Linked DNA regions of Muntiacus reevesi: all the other regions are linked to region 1. A link is a contact called in public Hi-C data. All regions are on one chromosome and are shown on one strand. Each heading gives the region's core, a stretch centred on a gene start, on an enhancer-like site or on the middle of the called end of the contact. The rest is flanking DNA. Distances are from core to core; before and after follow the strand shown.

Region 1 (3,974 bases), core at 922-3,421:
TCTTTTTGATGCCCTATCTATCTTGATTAAATTATCACTTTATTTGATCCAGATTTTTTGAAGCCCAGGAGAAGAATGACAATAGAAACCAAAAGTGTTTGTTTTCCTTAAATCGCTGAAGGTGACAAAATCTGAAAAAGAAAATGAAGGTGAAGTCCCAAGTTTCTAACTGAGCTCTAGGTGGCAGGTTTGTTTACATCCTCTCATTATTATTGTCACTAGAATAGAAAGTTCATTGACTCTTGCTTTATGAGTTAGTTTTGTCCACTGAGCCCTGGTGGTTCAGAGGGTAAAGCGCCTGCCTGAAACGCAGTAGATTCAGGTTTGATCCCTGGGTCAGGAAGATCCCCTGGAGAAGGAAGTGCCAGCCCACTACACTACTCTTGCCTGGAAAATCCCATGGACGGAGGAGCCTGGTAGGCTACAGTCTGTGGGGTCACAAAGAGTTAAGACACGACTGAGCAACTTCATTTTCTTTCTTTCTTTCTTTCTTTATCCACTTAGCTCTAAGAGAATGCCAGAAACTGTCTCTTCCATTTTAGTTCTGGAGATGATGTTCAGGTTTTTGGTGTTTTTTTTGTTTGTTTGTTTGTTTGTCTGTTTGTTTTAGTAATCCAATTATATTGTAGGTTTTTGTGGTCATGCTTCAGTGCATGTATGATCTTAGTTCCTGACCAGGGATCCAACCCATGCCCCCTGCAGTGGAAGGGTGGAGTCTTAATCAGTAGACTGCCACGGAAGTTCCTCAGGTTTTTTAAAGATATGCTGTCTCTAAGTTGAGAGATGGGAGAAACCACGTTCTAATGTTTTCCTTCACTGATCTGTGAGCACCACCTTCCCAAAGCCCTGCCGACTACTACATGGTTTGTCAGCAATCCTTTGGGTGTTTTCCAAAGTGCACTCCAATTCAGTTAGAGTCAGCAGTGAGATAAAGCCCACAGCAGGGCTTAGCAGGGAATGCAGAGATGGGTGGGGATATGGTTCCAGCTCTTCCTGACCCAGACTTGCTATGACTGACTTCTAGATAGTGCTCTTCAGGGTCTTCATCTGCACGAGCAAGAAATGGACTTCTCTTGCTCTTCAGAGTGGCCTGTGGGCCAGACCAACATCATCATCATCATCATCTCCTGGAAGAACCCAGTGCCGCCAGACCCTAGACCTTATGAATCAGAATCAGCACGTTAACAAGATTCCTAGAGGGTTCACATGCACATCAAAATTGGGTAAGAACTGGGTTCTAAAATACACAATAACAACCCTCATTCTCCCTTCAATATCTGCCCCAGGAATGGACAAAATATTGAGGAGACTTGGGTTTGATGCCTAACCGAATATATTTCAGCTATGATTTGGGCAAGCTGCTTGCTCTCGGAGCATCACAACAATAAGGTGGTTCTCCTGATTAATGAGAATGGAGTTAAAATCCCCAACACCCACATAACTCTAATCCGACTTCTCTAAAGTGAGGAGCAAAAGTCAGGCCGCAAAGAGTGGAGCGGGGGTCACTGCTTTCACTTTAATTTTTTTTTCACTTTATTTTAATTTATAGGAAAATTTAAATACAATTCTAGCTGGAAGTTTTAAACGCTTTTTTAAAAGCTCTTTGAAAACAACATCCTTTGGCTTTCCTTGCAACTTTTTCCATTCCAAAATGCCATCCACGCAGGAACTCTTCTCACCAATTCACAGCTTTGGAAGACCAAGTAAACACAAAGCTCTTTAGTTGCCAGGCGTGACAGCGGTGAAGCCACACCCTACAACACTAGGCCGAAAATTAGCGCCAGGAAGCAACGCCACCTAGCGCTGCAGGAACACCCTTCACCCAAGTCTCCGCCTCCTCCTGACGAAATTAACCGGAGGCGTGGCTCCCACCGCAAATATGTCCGGCCACTTTTTTCCGAGTCTCCTAGTTGTACCCCGAACACTAAAAATCGATGCACAAATTTAGAAGGTACCATTCGTTTAATCGAATCGCTTTATCCAACTTTGAGATATTCTGAGGAATATATATTGAAAATTAAGTTATGAGGCCACTTTTTGCATTTACTTTCTATCGTAGTAGCAAATGTGAGATATATAAGTGGAGATTTGAGGCAAATTATTGTTTCCCTGCGACTTCGGGCCTTAACCACTTGAGCTCGCACATACGTCACTTCCGGAGATAGCGCTCCTGAACACCCAGAAAACTGGCGTGACTCTTGCTTGCTGCTTTTCGTCGGTCTACTGGACAAGCATGGGTCGGAGGAGAGCGCCAGAGGGTGGGACCCTTGGCCGGACTCTTATACGCCAGCAAGTTCAACGGAGCCGTAGCCACCGCCACACTGACTCCTGGGTAAAAACGTTGTCTTTCTCAGTCTTTCTGCCTAGTTGTGAGTCTGAACGCAGCGAAATTTACGGTCAGGGTTCTCAGGGAAATATTCCAAAGGAAATGATGCCAAAATAGGGTTTCTAGGAATGAATACAATCGCCCCCGATAACGGCGGGGATCCGTTCTAGGCCCACCCCCATCCCCTCTCGGATACTGAAATGCGCAAATGCTCAAGACCGTTAGAATCGCCCAGGCCGAGAAACAGGCCCTCCTAGCAAGACACAGGGCCCAGAGGTGGAGGCTAATGTGATGAGGTCGGAGTGAGATCTTGAAAACCAGGGCTAAAGTTTTATATTTATCCTGTAGGCCGTGGAAGCATTTGGAAGTTTCTGTACAGGAATGACACAAAAACGACTTCTTGTTGTATTCGTTTGTCTAAAGAATTGATCCTCCAAGAGCCTCTGGTTGGTAGCAGAAGTACAAAATAACTCAGATTCGTGCTTCACTTTTTTTTTATTCCCTAGTGGTATTACTCAGAGCTGGACAGCATTTCTCCAAAGTTTGGCGAGCCTAGTAGCTTCCTGTGTCTGGAAACGGTCATAGTTTTAGGATCTTTGAAGAGCAGATGAAGTGGTTTGATTGATTTGTAATTGTCATTTTGACATTCATTCCTCGAAGTGTTTGAGAATTCACAAGTTCTCAGTAAAGAACTAGATTCTAATCCTTACCCTGATTTTTGCTGATTCCGTGGCCTTTGGGCAAACCACCTAGCCTTTTAATCTTCAGTTATTTTCATTTGTTTGTACCTGTACAGAGCATGTAGATTAGGATGGTGTTTATCTTATAAAACTGAAGTGTGTCTGGAATCAGTTCAGTAAGTGGCAACTAGCAAAGCTTTTCATCCCACAGAATAAAACTCAAGAAAATACCACGTTGTGTGAAATGTAATAAAGGTAACTTTCAGGATTCTTTTGTTTTCACTTTACTTTATCGAATGATACACAACATCTCAGTATCTCACAGCATTTGAGTCACTGTGTGAAATGTATTTCTTACTGTGGGTGTCTGTCTAAAAAAGTTGACCAACAGTGACTGCCAGAACCAGAGTATATGGTATATGAGTTTAGATTCAAATACCTCTGCCACTTATTAGCTTATGACTATAGGCAATTTATTCTATCCAATTTAATCCTGATAGAGATATGAAGTTTATTTCAAAAGATTTTGAAAATTAAATAAGAAAGTAAATGGAAAATAACTATCATGAGGTAAGAAAGTGCTCATTTAAATGTTAAGTGTTACTAGTGTTGACTAAAAGAGCTGACACCACCCTCAAGGCCATAGAACATTCTTTGGGAACATAGCATTTGTTTGGATGTAAGGAGCAGAAGAAAGCAGCTATCTTATCCTCCTGTGTTTTACTCATAGCTGCACACAAGTGAACTCAACGATGGCTATGATTGGGGTCGACTTAATCTTCAGTCCGTGACTGAACAGAGTTCCCTGGATGACTTCCTTGCCACTGCGGAACTTGCAGGAACAGAGTTTGTAGCTGGTAAGTTGTTGCTGAGTGCCTCCAACACATTTCTGTCTTTGCTGACTAGATACAAGTAAGTCTACTTGGGGGTGTTTTGCCAATCTTCCTAAACTCATAAGGGAGCTGTTT
Region 2 (3,974 bases), core at 1,013-3,512, 740 kb before region 1:
GCACATGGAACTGTGCTCAGTGATGTGCCAGCCTGGACAGAAGGGGTTTTGGGGAGAATGGATACATGTATATGTATGGTTGAGTCCCCTTGCTATTCACCTGAAACTACCACAATATTGTTAATTGACTATACCCCAATACAAAATGAAAGTTTAAAGTTTTTTTTAAAAACGGCAAAGGGTGATGGGAAAAAGCCTGGTGATGAGGGAGCTGGGGATGAAATATAGGAGCAGAACGGGAGGAGTATTTACAGCTGCCATAACAAAGTACCACATACTGGGTTGGTTTTAAACAACAGAAATTTAATATATCACAGTCTGGAGACTAAAAGCCCTAAATCAAGGTGTCAGCAGGGCTGGTTCCTTCTGTGAACTCTAAAGGAGAATTTTCTCCATGCTTCTGCTAGCTTTGGGAAGCCCCAGGTGGCCCTAGCTTGTTGATGCATCACTCCAGTCCTTTGTCTTCACAAGGCTTTCTGCCTATAAGGACACCAGACATACTGGATTAGGGGTTCACCCTACTTCAGTACAACCGCATATTAACTAGTTACATCTGCAGTGACTGTATTTCCAAATAAGTTTAGATTCTGAAGTACTGGAGGTTAGGATTTCAATATAACTTATTTTTGAAGTGAAGTGTTAGTCACTCAGTCGTGTCCAACTCTTTATGACCCCATGGACTGGTGGTGGTTTAGTGGCTAAGTTGTGTCTGACTCTTGCAATCCCATGAACTGTGCCTGTCAGGCTCCTCTGTCCATGGGATTCTCCAGGCAAGAATACTGGAGTGGGTTGCCATTTCCTTCTCCAGGGGATCTTCCCAACCCAGGAATCAAACCTGGGTCTCCTGCATTGCAGGTAGATGACTTACCAACTGAGCTATGGGGGAAGCCCATGGAGTAGAGCCTGGCAGACTTCTTTGTGCATGGAATTCTCAAGCAAGAACACTGGAGTGGATAGCCTTTTCCTTCTCGAGGAAATTGTCCCGACCCTGGGATCAAACCTGGGTCTCCCGCATTGCAGGCAGATTCTTTACTGTCTGAGCCACCAGGGAAGCCCTAACATTTTTAGGGTGACATAATTTAACCCATAACAGGCGGCAACTTGCTTAACCTGAGCCCTCTGCCTTTCCCACCTGTACAACTCTAGTGCTGGCGCTGCAAGGAGGAGCCTGTGTAGCTGGAGTGGATACCACCCGCTCCACCGGCCTGAGCTTAATTTTAGATACACCCGAGTCCTAAGAGTGTCCCCAGGGCTTTAAACTCCTGCCTTTCCCTAGAACCCACTTCTCACAGCAGCCACTGCCAGGATCTACATGTATCCTGGCCCATTACAGGGTTGAGTTCTCTTTTTGTCTCTCATCCAAGTCATTCCTGGTATCTTTCACTCACACCCAGACAGAGATAAGGTGGGGAGACTGTGTGTGGGAGAGTTTTGTTTTTTTGGTTTTTTTTTTTTGTATTTCTCTTTTGAGACTCACCTTACAAAGACCTAGGCAGTCCCAGAATTTTTTGGCCTATTTCACCCAGTATTGGATGGCTCCTTACACTGAGTTCCCAAGATTTGGTGGGGGGAGAAAGATTCTAAACCTCCATTCTAGGAACTTCTGCCAGCGATCCCTTCCATGGGATTACCAACACAGAGGCAGAATGTGGTAAAATGGAGAAATATCAGACCAGAAGCAAAAGTCTGAATGAAGTTCTATGACCACACACTACAGATGGGTCTTGTGATAGTGGTGGTTAGGTCATTTCTCCCCTCTAGCCTTCAGCTTTTCCAAGGGTAAAAAATGTTAGACTATTTCAATGTTGATGTTCTATGACTTCATAAAAGTCAATATTCTATGATCCCACAATAGGTCTCTAAGGATCATTCCAATACTGACATTTCATGATTTTATAATGGAGAGTTAAGCTTTTTATGGTTGTTAAATGGAAGGAAAGAAAAGACACACTGCATTTCTCTGAAAGTCAGTTAATGTCTTTGGGGAATGATGTCACCTTTGAGCCTCAATTTTCAGATCTATAAAATACAGAACTAATAAGAACCTCATGAAGTGGTGGGAGCGACGGTGCTTGGAGAGATCTACAATTCGGAACAGAGTCAAACTGGAAACCTCTCCTGAGGTTCTGTCAAAACAGCTCTCAGAGCCCCAGCCGCGGTTGGCGCTAACTCACCAAGAGGGTTCGGGGAGGGGGCGGGGCGAGGAGGTTGGCATTGTTCTTGCCCCGCCCCCGCCCCGCCCTAGATATCGCGAGAGGGCGGGCCCGCTTGGCATTAGCGTCGGCGTCGTTCCGGCGCTAGGCCGGCTTCTCTCCGCGGGCCACGGTTAGGGTGCCGGTGGCCAAGGGCTCGCGGAGGGCCGCCAGCCACGCGGCGTCGGCTAGACCTCAGAGCATCCGAGTCGTTGTGTCGTGACAGCAACTCTGGTGGCTGTCTCCGCGACAGCAGGTGCGGCCGCTTCAGCCCCAGGCGGGCTCGGCGGCTGCCTGGCGAGTTTCTGCTCGCGCCCAGCCCTTTCCTTCCTGAACTCGGCGCCAAGCAGCGACGCTGAGCCGACCGCCGGAGCAGCAGGCAATGGCGGCCTCGACGGCCTCGCACCGGCCCATCAAGGGGATCCTGAAGAACAAGAGCTCTACGACTTCCTCTGTGGTGTCCTCGGCCGAACAGCCCGGCAAGAGTGTCGACGAAGAGCTGAGGTGAGAGCCGAGAGGCGGCCGCTCGCCCACCGGGTCAGCCTGGGAAGCCCCACCTTTCCCCCGTGCCGTTGCAGACCCCCAGCCGGACCAACCCCAGATCCTGAACCCGAGCGCGGCCGGCGGGCGGGGCGTTTGCGTAGTTGCGGCCCCTGCGCGGCTCAGGTCTCCCTCCGCCGGCCAGGCTTAGGGGTGGAGTGATTATAAAGAAGGCAGGAGCTATGACGTTTATTGTGTGTTTGTGTGTGTGTATTTAAGATATATACATATATAATAATTTTAAAACATACATCAGGATCTTTAAGCTTTTGGAGATTGGGAATATTAAGGAATCAAATTGAAGTTGTAAAGCTTCACCTGTTAAGCAATTATTACTTCACTTCGTATCCGAGTGTCTAAAATTCAATAATTAAAGTGTATTTTCCTGGGTTGGAAATCTTTTAAGATGCAGTTGTAGAGTAATAAGAGACTCCTCCGAAAAAGAGATTTCTCCATTTTGCTAATTGCCCTTCTTCCACGGTCATTCCTTTTTAGGTGAACATTATCGAAAGAAAAGCATCGTGCCACATTCACTCCCTTGGGTCCTGGTTTGTCATTATCTCTGCATTAAAAGAAACAGACATTTCCCCAGTCTGATCTATGTTTAATGGAAAGCTACTTATTGCTAATTATTTTTGAATCTGCAACAAGAATTTGAGCGCTTTCTACTCTTTGTTCCTCTTGAAAGATATATTTAAGCTGAGAACAGTTCAAAAAGTACCAAGTTAAAATGATGCCATGATAATTTAGTTGCTTTTGCATACTCGCAAATACATATGTGAAAAGATGTTGACCTATAGTATTGTATGTGATAGTAAATAATTGGTAACAACCCAAGGTCCATTAAGAAGGACTAGTGAAATAGTAATTATAGTACATTAGTATAATGGGAAAACAGACCAGCCTTTTAGAAGAATGAAATGGATGCTAATGACTCAGAGAAAGATACCCAAGGTGCAGTCCTCAATAGGAAAAAAAAAAAAGGTGGAAAACTGATAATATATAGTGTAAAATAAAACACTAGGTTAGAAGTCATAGAGGGGCTAGCATACAAGAACTCTTACATACTGGAAATAAGGCTTAAGAGAAGTTGTTGAAATCTGTGAAGTCATAAAGCTAAAATTAGTATGTTCCCGAAAACTTTGAATATTGGAACTAGGGCACACCTGTTTAAAAAGATCATTTTAGAGCTATAAAAGGAACTACAGTTTGGTGATGGTGAATTTATGGGGATTTGTGTTG
Region 3 (3,974 bases), core at 543-3,042, 540 kb before region 1:
CTTGAGTCTGTAAATCTATAGGTTCTTCCTCCATTTATCACTTTAAAAAATTTCCACTTTGCTGACTACAGCACCAACAGCATCTTTATTTTTTAATTTAAAAGTTAAAAAAAATTATCTATTTTTAGCTGCACTGGGTTTTCACTGATGTGTGTAGGGTTTCTGTAGTTGTGGGCGAGTGGCTTCTCATTGTGGTGGCTTCTCTTGTTGCAGAGCCCAAGCTGTAGGCACTTGGATTCAGTAGTTGCGGCCTGTGGGCTCTAGAGTGCTGGCTCAGTAGTGGCGCACAGGCTTACCTGTCAGGCGCCGTATGGGATCCTCGACCAGGGATTGAAACCGTGTCCCCTGCACTGGCAGGCAGACTCAACCACTGGATCACCAGAGAATTCCCAACAGCATCTTTATTTTAGTTTCACTTTCCTGATGAACATTTGATTTTAATATCTTGTCATCATAAACCTAGCTCTGCATTATCCTTGTGGCTAAATATTTGAGTACATTTTTCCTTATTCCCTTATGAAAATGATGGTTCACAATGGGTGGGTGTATTTCTGATGCTCATTCAGTGAGTCAAGCACCATCAGTTACTGGAGTTATTATGGTTAAAGAAAGACACATTGCCTGCTCTCTTGAAGTCTTGCCTTCTTGTAGCAGAGAAAGATGGAACTGAGTAGTTCTTAGGTGGCCCTTATGGGATCCTTGAGGATGGTGCCTCATCTGGACACTGCAAGGGCTGGTGTTTAGAGACCACTCCTTGAGGCAGGGACCCCCAAGCCAAGGTCTGAAGCAGGAGAGGTTGACTGTGTGAAGGGCACTGCTTTTCAAACTTTGGCTTGCAGAAGAATCACCATCGAGGCCCAGGCTTTTTGAAGGTGATAGGGCCTGAGCCCTTGTGTTTTATCAAGCTCCCCAGTGCTGCTGCAGCTGCTAAGTCGCTTCAGTCATGTCTGACTCTGTGCGACCCCAGCTCGTACCAATAAAAATTTGAGAACCACTGTTCTATGGATAGGAGAAAGAACTGAAAGTTCTTAGATTTTAGTGTTGCCAGAATGCCCTTCAGGAAAGTTGTGCCAGTACAGGCAACCTCATCTGCTGTAGAAGAGTGTCTGTTTCTCTGTCAAACCTGTCACTGTGTGACCTGAGCAAGTGACCTCAGTCACGCCTCAGTTAAGAATGCAGTAAGTCTCTTTTAAAGTGTTAAAAGTCTGTTAAAAAAATCACAAGCTTCCTGGGGAGCTCTGAACTACCCAAAGTTGGTGGCAGGTGGCCCCCCTGGTGGCCACGTCCTTTAGGTTGCCTCTGGTCGGCCTCAGAGATACCAAGTGAGGTGAGCAAGTGATTCACACCTCGGGTGTCAATCCTACTTCATCGAGAATGGGAAAGGAGTTGCTAGTTTAAATTCTTCAGCCCTAGATAGTCTCCAAGGTGTGAAAGGAGTCGGGGAGAGGACTTAAAGCCTTCAAGAAATTAGGAGGAAAATGTATATAAATAGAGAAAAAAATTTTGTGCGTCCAGTTTAGTCTTTTTGCTTCCGAAGGCTTAGCTTCGGTTTCTAGCGCCTGGGGCTGTGCACTTAACGAGGGCCATTTTCCACAGACCGTACAGCCTGCTGACTTGCGTGTCCAAGTCCTCACCGCCCCCTTCGAACACGCTGGAGGGACTCCCGCGGGCTCAGGGACCAACCCCGCTGTAATCCTTCTGCGCTTAGGACCCGGTGGCTGCCAGGCAGCCTGGCCCCGCCTCTCCGCGCCTCAGCGCCCGCAGATTGGCAGCTCGGCTCCGCCCCCGCCATGGCTGCCGCCTGCTGCCGGGGCTGCTAACTTGCTGCCGGGGTACTGGTCCCTGCAGCAACTCCCCGGCTGATCTGTCCGCGGGCGGGTGGCGCATGGGTCTCCTCCGAGGCGGGCCCCCGTGCGCTCGCGCCATGGCGCGTCTGGGCGCTGTGCGCTCCCACTACTGCGCGCTGCTGCTGGCCGCGGCGCTGGCCGTCTGTGCCTTCTATTACCTGGGCTCTGGCCGGGAGACCTTCTCCAGCGCCACCAAGAGGCTGAAGGAGGCCCGCGCCGGGGCCCCTGCTGCGCCCTCGCCGCCGGTGCTGGAGCTGGCGCGGGGATCCTTGGCGCCGGCCCCGGGCGCTAAGGCCAAGAGCTTGGAGGGCGGCGGGGCCGGGCCGGTGGACTACCACCTGCTGATGATGTTCACCAAGGCCGAACACAATGCCGCGTTGCAGGCCAAGGCCCGCGTCGCCCTCGGCTCCCTGCTGCGCCTCGCTAAGTTCGAGGCGCACGAGGTGCTTAACCTGCACTTCGTAAGCGAGGAGGCCAGCCGCGAGGTGGCCAAGGCCCTGCTGCGGGAGCTGCTGCCGCCCGCCGCCGGCTTCAAATGCAAGGTGAGCGGGACCCCAGCTAAAGGTTCCGGGTCGGTGACTCGGTCATTGTGGGGCCCGGCCTGGATCCAGGGGTCAGGAGGGAGGTGTCTTAGTTACGATGCCCACTGCCAATGCCAGCAGAAGACTAACCCGTACCCTCCCGAATTGTGCGTTCATAGCACGCTGCAGGCATGGTCGGGGCGGAGGGGGGCGGGGGGGCGTGTCTTGGAGCCTCTGTTGGCTGACTTCCTTGATCCGAGCTTCTCTTTACCTGCAGCCCCCTGGAGAATCGCCGCGCCCCCTCTTTCCTGGCGTGGTTGATTTCAGCAGTCAGTGCCTTAGTCGGCCCCTCTTTTTATTCTTCTCAGTCTTTGACTTTTGAGGATGGAGCAGGTCACCTGAAGGTGCAGCTTCTGCTGGACAAGGTCTTAGGCCGCTTGAGTTGTTCAGATTACAGTGACATTTCTCACAGCTGTAAGGATTTCAGTTGAAACTGGTCCAGCCCACACCAGCCCATGTGAACCATTTCATCTCCTCAGCGTGCCTCCGTCTTCCCTTCTCTTCAGGGTCATGAACCCATTTAGAGAAGCAGCGGGTTCCTCCCAGCAAGAAAGTGCCCCAAGAGGTAAGGATGTAGGATCTGGAGAGGGCAGAGCAGAGCTGGTCGTCTTGTTCCAGGCTGGACTGCCTGGCTCTGCTTGTGAGAGATTGTATTCTTGTCCGTCAGCTCAGTCATCAGTCGTGTCCTGCTCTTTGTGACCGCATGGACTGCAGCACATCAGGCTTCCCTGTCCATCACCAACTCCCAGAGCCTACTCAAACTCATGTCCATACGGTTGGTGATGCCATCCAACCATCTCATCCGCTGTGGTCCCCTTCTCCTCCCACCTTCAATCTTTCCCAGCATCAGGGTCTTTTCCAATGAGTCGGTGCTTTGTATCAGGTGGCCAAAGTATTGGAGTACTTCAGCTTCAGCATCAGTCCTTCCAATGAATATTCAGGACTGATTTCCTTTAAGATGGACTGGTTGGATCTCCTTGCAGTTCACGCTTAGTGTTAATGGCCTCAATTAAATTACATGTCTCCTTTTGACCTAATAGTTGCCCAGAGGGAATCTAAGGTGTGATTTTGGGATAGAAATAGTGTGCACTAAGTCACTCCAGTCATGTCCGGCTCTAAGCGACCCAATGGACTGTAGCCCACGAGGCTCCTCCGTCCATGGGATTTTCCAGGCAAGAGTACTGGAGTGGGCTGCCATTTCAAGGATGGAAGCTGGTGGTGGGGGAGGGCCGGTAAGATTAGAGTAGTGTACCACGTGTTGTGCTGGGTGAGTGACTAAGGGGAGCAATGCTGGCCTCCTGCATGGTTCAGGGGCCTGTTGTTGTTGTTTTTGGCCACACTGCACAGCCTGTGGGATCTGAGTTCCCCAACCTGTGTCCCTTGCAGTGGAAGTTCAGTCTTAACCACTGGACCTCCAGGGAACTCCCTTTTTTGTTGTTGTTGTCTACAGAATCAAGTCCTCATTTCTTGGCAGGGCTGTCTGTTGTGGGGCCGGGCTCTTCAGCCAACCTCCTTGTCCTTCCCCTACTAACTGTACTGAATGTGC

What was found. A called contact is a pair of places that touch in the nucleus more often than the background predicts.
Region 2: a Hi-C map of blood shows a contact between it and region 1, with 5 times the contacts expected there. The contact joins the promoter of PPP1R2 here to the promoter of LSG1 in region 1. A contact is called at or near these places in 2 of 3 Hi-C or Micro-C datasets (blood and muscle).
Region 3: a contact with region 1 is called in a Hi-C map of blood, with 4 times the contacts expected there. The contact joins the promoter of XXYLT1 here to the promoter of LSG1 in region 1. A contact is called at or near these places in 2 of 3 Hi-C or Micro-C datasets (blood and muscle).

Annotation. Positions count from the first base shown.
Region 1 is chr8:51,359,074-51,363,047 of mMunRee1.1, forward strand. LSG1 (large 60S subunit nuclear export GTPase 1) reads left to right here and starts at 2,172. Exons shown (of 14, transcript XM_065942813.1): 1 at 2,172-2,332; 2 at 3,737-3,863. The coding sequence starts at 2,234.
Region 2 is chr8:50,616,755-50,620,728 of mMunRee1.1, forward strand. It overlaps PPP1R2 (protein phosphatase 1 regulatory inhibitor subunit 2), which reads left to right and starts at 2,263. Exons shown (of 6, transcript XM_065942462.1): 1 at 2,263-2,696. The coding sequence starts at 2,575.
Region 3 is chr8:50,822,982-50,826,955 of mMunRee1.1, forward strand. It overlaps XXYLT1 (xyloside xylosyltransferase 1), which reads left to right and starts at 1,793. Exons shown (of 4, transcript XM_065943561.1): 1 at 1,793-2,389. The coding sequence starts at 1,886.